Regions from separate parts of the Rattus norvegicus genome. Here region 1 is linked to region 2. Evidence: chromatin contacts called from public Hi-C data. All regions are on one chromosome and are shown on one strand. Each heading gives the region's core, a stretch centred on a gene start, on an enhancer-like site or on the middle of the called end of the contact. The rest is flanking DNA. Distances are from core to core; before and after follow the strand shown.

Region 1 (2,805 bases), core at 207-2,706, 520 kb before region 2:
TTCCCAACCGGCAGGGCGTAGTCATGGTCACCGGCGGGCGAGTCTCTGAAGAGTGAAGTGGTCAGCCGCAGTCCCACGCCGCTCAGCCGGCTCAGCAGGCGAGCCAGTCCGGTCTCGTTGGCTAGGACAGCCCGTAGGTAGCGACTCTCCTCCTGCAGTGCTTGCACCCGTTTGCCCAGCTCCCGATTCTCGGCCCGCAGCTCCTGGTTCTCGGCTGCCAGTCCCCGGACTCGACTCTCCAGCCCCATCACATACTCCTTCTTCTTGAGCCGATTAAGTCGGGCAGCGGCCGCCGCCGCCTTCCGAGGACTCTTAGTCGTCGCTTGGTTGTTGTCGTTGGTGCCACCGCCTCCTCCCGGAGACTTTCTCCGCCTCTTTTCCCCGCCGCCGCGGTCGCTGCCGCTGCTGCAGCCTCCGATGCCATTTAACAGCCTCTGCAGCAAGTCAGAAAAGCGCTGCATCTCTGCGGCCGCGGTCTCGTCGTCGTCGTCCCCCCTCAATAGGCCACCACTATCCGAGCCTCCGCCGGACGAGGACAGGGGCCCGGGCGAGCTGAGCCCGGGCTCCAGGTGCCAGTCCGGTTGCCGAGGGTCCAGCAGATCGGCCAGCTCCAGCCCGGAGAGAAAGTCCATGTCCTCCTGCTCTTCTTTGGGGACCATAGCGATCGCGTCCTCCTCCTCCTCCTCCATCTTCAGTGGCGAGGGCGCGGGCGCGCGCACGGCCACGCTGCCGCGACTCCCCCTCCGGGCCTCCGGCTCGCCCCCGTCCCCGTGAGGTTGCTCGCGGTCAGGGGATCCGGGCCTTGACGTCTCCGTCCCCGCGGCTGCCCCAGTCGGGTCCGGGGGAGGCGCGCGCGTGGCGGGCGGCTCCTGGCTGTCGCGGCGGCTCGGGAAGTCGCGGCCCGAGGCTGCCAGCAGCTTGGTCAGGCTGTGCCTCATGAGGCTGAGCGGCGGGCCCGGGTAGGCCGCAGCCCCTGAGACCCCGGGCCCCCGCGCGCAGAGCCACAGCGCCGGGCCGACCACAGGCGCCGGGAAGGTCTGAGTGGCCTCCCGCGGCCGCCCAACCCCCCGCACGAGGCGGGGGGGAAGGCAGTGGAAGCGCGAAGCGGCGAGGCCCGAGAGGAGTCGGCCGCGCCACCCAAACAGCGGCCTGGCCGGAAGTTACTCTCTCCCCACCCCGCCCACAAAAACGCGCTTCTCTCCAGCCAGAGTGTCGCGAGATTCCGAGCGCTTTCGAGGTGCAGTAACTCCTGCTCTGCGGTGATGTCATAGGAGCCGCGGCAAAAACAATAAAACCTAGGTTTCTATCCCCCACATGCAGCGGTGCTACCCAGTACCAATCTCCGCAACCCAATACTTGAAGTCTAGACATATTTGACACACCTATATAAAAAGCTATTTTATGAGCAGTTTTATTTTTTGCTGTTTCTCTCTAGACTGCAAGAAAAACAACTATGGAAATAGTCCCTGCTAAAACAAAAGGCTAATCTTCAAATCTGAGAAACACAGTCAGGGACTAAACCCTGGGCGACATTCAGAGGTCCTTAGTCTCAGAAAATGATCATTGTTACTGCTATTATTGTTGTCATCGGACCAATTTTATTTTATCATTTATTTATTTGTTTTTGTAACAAGGGTCACTGCAGTATTAGCTGATTTGCCAGGAGTGGTTGGTTTGTTTATTGGTCTCTTGTTTTGCTGTTTTTCTTCTGCTTTTTTTCTTCTTTTGTCAAGCCACAACAGTTCCTTATCCTTATCCTTTTAAAATACCAACTTTTTGAAAAGACCAAGTCTTGAAGAAAACACTACTTCATTTTTAATAAAATTTAATTCATTTTTAATAAAATTCTGGACCCGTGGTTCTGGATTGCTCGTGCTGTTTCTCTGGTTTCATCCAGCATTTAAGAGCTGAAACGTTTACAAATGCTCTACAATTTAACGAAACACCACACCTTAGCTCCTGTTTTCCAAAAAAAAGCTAATGAAAGTACAGATGAACTAGAGAGAGAAGGGAGGTTAGTTGCTGAATAAAATTGCATGAAAGCATGCTTTAATTAAGTTCAATGTGAATTAGGATTCCTGTCAGTATGCGTTCGAGCTTGTGGGGACACACACACCCCCCAGTGCTAGCGCAGGGGTCCAGGGGATGGATGTAGCTTCTATGGGGTCTTAGGCTGGCCTCTGCTAATTAAAGAACTAAAAGCAGGAAAAACTCGAACATAATCAGCTATTAAAAATGAAACACACACACAGAGATTGGGGAGTTTAGTGTTCTTGGTGGACTGGGATCTGTCCCCCTCCTCCTCCTCCCATTTTGAATGGATGAACTTAAGCAAAGAAAGAGGAACCTACACGCCCAGCCACATCTTCAAGTAAACATTTTCAGGACCAGCTTCAACTAGGCAAGAGAAAAGGAATTACATGGCTTTGTCACAGGTAAGAGTGGTGAGGAAGAAGCCCGAGGGGGTGATCTTTATTATTTATCTGTGGCCCCTTCCCCTATGTGCCACCCATCAGGCAGCTGTCTGCTTCCTGATTCCTTACAGCACACTCCACCTGTTCGCACGGGGAAAGTGATGTCAAGACAAAACACCTGTTCCCAGAAGACAACAGAGGAAAGGGTTTATTTTTGTGCTAGATAGACCTTGGCCCAGAAACATATGATTCAGGATGCTCTGAATGACAAATTCCAACTTGGAAATAGTTTCATAAAAGCTACAGAAGAAAAGAAAGTCATGAATCAGGGCATTTTTTCAAATAGGTAGGTAGATTCACGCAAAGTGAGGGAAGCCCTGTCACGGTTCTC
Region 2 (2,810 bases), core at 222-2,721:
CCAGTCATTCCCATGGCTTAACAATACACCCACCAAATAAATCCACAAGGCTCACAAATTTGTTACTTGTCTATCAAGATTGTACCTGAGGGGGCTAGTGAGATGGCTCAGTGGTTAAGATCACTGGCTACTCTCTTTTAGAGGACCCACAGGGTGGCTTACAGCTGTTAGTAACTCTAGTCCCAGGGATCCAACATCCTCTTCTGACTTTGTATACCAGGCACAAATGTGAGGCACAGACAGACATACAAGTGAAACACTCTTCATATACATTAAAAAAAAATCTACAAGTGAAAAATTAAAGAATTTTAATATGATACAGGCAAATACAGTCACTCAACTAACAATTTACTTACACACACACACACACACATATATATATGTGTATATATATATGTGTATGTATATATATATATATATGTATATATATATATGCCTTTTACCTAAGTCTCACAAACTCAAGCAGTTGCTCACAATGATTTATAGGTCTTGTCAGTTTCCTAGAGCCTCAGTTTTCAACAGCTAAAAACATTTCGAATATAAATCATGGCAATTCAGAACCATGTAATTTTTACTTATTTTTGGAAACAAGGGTCTATAATGAAGCCCAGGCTGAACCAGAACTACTTGTGTAGACCAAACTGCCCTCTAACACACTGAAATCCACCTACCTTTGCCACCCTAGTGCTGGAATAAAAGGCACGCGACCCCATACCCTGTTTGATCCATACAAGTTTAAGACTTTTCTCAAACAGGTTTTTAATAAGATAGCCTTTGATTGGCTCGGACTTTCTTTTGCAGACCGGGATGATCTAAAGATTGAGGCGATCGGGCAGTACCTCTGTTGTTGCCTTTCAGATGTTGGATTACTGGAATGTATCATGCATCACAAAGTATTTTTACTTAAATCTAAAAATGTAATTTAAAATATAGGTTTACTTAAGCCAATAGTGGCACCAACCGGTTGAATATAACCACTCGTTGTACTAAGTATTTATTAGATAAAACATCTGCCCAGAACGTAGGCGTGTCCGTAGGCACTGATTTGGTACGGTTTTGAAATTCTCCCCAAGGTTTCAGAAACCGGTGGAAGGACTACCTGGTTCAGCAAATAAGAACGGAGAAGAGGAGGGGCCAGAGGAGGACGGTCTCCGTAACCCAGCGCGAGAATACGCCTCAGCGCATGCGCACCTCCAGATTGGAACCTTCCATTTGCCAGATGGGGGAGGCGAGCAGAAAACTGCCTATAGATTTTAAATCTCTACCTTCAAGAAAGAGTCTAGGTTATGCGTTCCGTGAACACTATCTCTCGGTTGTTCTTCCAAACCCCGCATCAGGGACTCTAGACACGGACACCTAAAACAAGAGGTGACTTCTCGTTTCTCCCCCCTCCCTCTGGGGCAGTGGTGGTCTGATCCAGGCCACAGACTTTCGCTCGTTTGCAGCGGGTCGGAGATCGAAGGTTTGAGCCAATTGCGGACGAAACGTCTGGGCAAGGAAGGGGGTGAGGGAGCAGCCCTTTGAGTTCCGCCTCCTCTCTAGGCGCTGGTGGGGAAGGGGGACTAGGAAACCCTGCCCTCTGAGCCAGCAGGTCCGACGCCTCGGTGCAAAGTGCCGAGAGGGCGGCGGGAAAACCGCCCGCCGGGACCAGGGGACGGGAAGCAGCCAGGAAGCCGTACGGGAGGGCGCGCGCGCGCGCGCCCCTTTTTCAGCAGTGTGGCGGGGTCGCACGCACGCCCGCCTCGGCGGCTGGGCGCGATTTGCGACAGTGGGGGGAGCGGCGGCGGTGGCGGTGCCGGCAGCTTTGCGGCAGGCTCCGGCCGGGCGTGCTTGACGGCGGTGTGGCGGAGGCCCCGCCCGAGGCGGCAAGAACCTGGAGGGAGGCGGAGGAATATGTCTGAGAGGGAAGTGTCGACTGCGCCGGCGGGAACAGACATGCCGGCGGCCAAGAAGCAGAAGTTGAGCAGCGACGAGAACAGCAACCCGGACCTCTCGGGAGACGAGAATGTGAGTGCAGCCCCGCCTGTCCGGGACTGTGGAGTAGAAGTTTCAGGTTCTTTGGTAACTGCGGTCGGGGCGGGCGGGCTGCCGTGGGGGGAGGGAAAGGTGTCACCCCGCGCTTGGGAGAACGCAGGCGTGCGGGGAAATCCAGTTTGTCTGGGGCATTCGAGGTGGAACTGCGACTGATAGCAAGCAGAAAGTTGGCGAGGAGCGGATTAAAGGTCCTGAAGGTCTGCGAGGTCCGCTCAGATCATCCCTGCGTGGGAGAGGGAGTTTGTTCCTTTGGGGGACTTGACGGTGATTGCGAATCTGAGATTGTACTAGTTTAAAAGGCATGCTGGAGGTAAGAGATTCCGTTTTCCCAGAAAAGTTGGTAGGAGGGGTCCTCCTAAGGATTTGAGGGGTTGTGTCACTGTAAAGCACTACGGAATCTTAAGGATGGAAAGTATATAGATCTCTGGCTTGAGTTTATGTGACCGTGTGGTTATGTGTGCCCTTTTCCGTGGAAGTGCGGTGTTGTGGTCCTTAGTGTCGACTTTTCTGTAGTAGGAGCAGGATCGAGAAGATAGTGGAGGGGGAGCCACCTTTGATTAAGGCAAGTGAGGGAACAATTTGAAAGTTTTTGCTTAATGTAAAGGGATTGGGAGATTTCAGGCCACTGTGGTAAAGTCTGTATTTGAGCCAAGTGTGAAGATTAAGTGAAGTCATAGTGCTTAGAGAAATGCTGCCCCGTAAAAAATAATATGCAAGCGTTGTGAAAAGTACTAGACACGTGTTCTAATAATTACTTATATTATGATAGGGTAGGC

Evidence for each region. A called contact is a pair of places that touch in the nucleus more often than the background predicts.
Region 1: a contact with region 2 is called in a Hi-C map of liver, with 3 times the contacts expected there. The contact joins the promoter of Crebzf here to the promoter of Eed in region 2. A contact is called at or near these places in 2 of 12 Hi-C or Micro-C datasets (the Rat2 cell line and liver) and 1 of 1 datasets of contacts at active chromatin or transcription factors (oligodendrocytes).

Annotation. Positions count from the first base shown.
Region 1 is chr1:153,828,413-153,831,217 of GRCr8, reverse strand. Crebzf (CREB/ATF bZIP transcription factor) reads right to left here and starts at 1,456. Exons shown (of 1, transcript NM_001271791.1): 1 at 1-1,456. The coding sequence starts at 938.
Region 2 is chr1:153,306,161-153,308,970 of GRCr8, reverse strand. Eed (embryonic ectoderm development) reads left to right here and starts at 1,471. Exons shown (of 12, transcript NM_001106278.2): 1 at 1,471-2,007. The coding sequence starts at 1,894.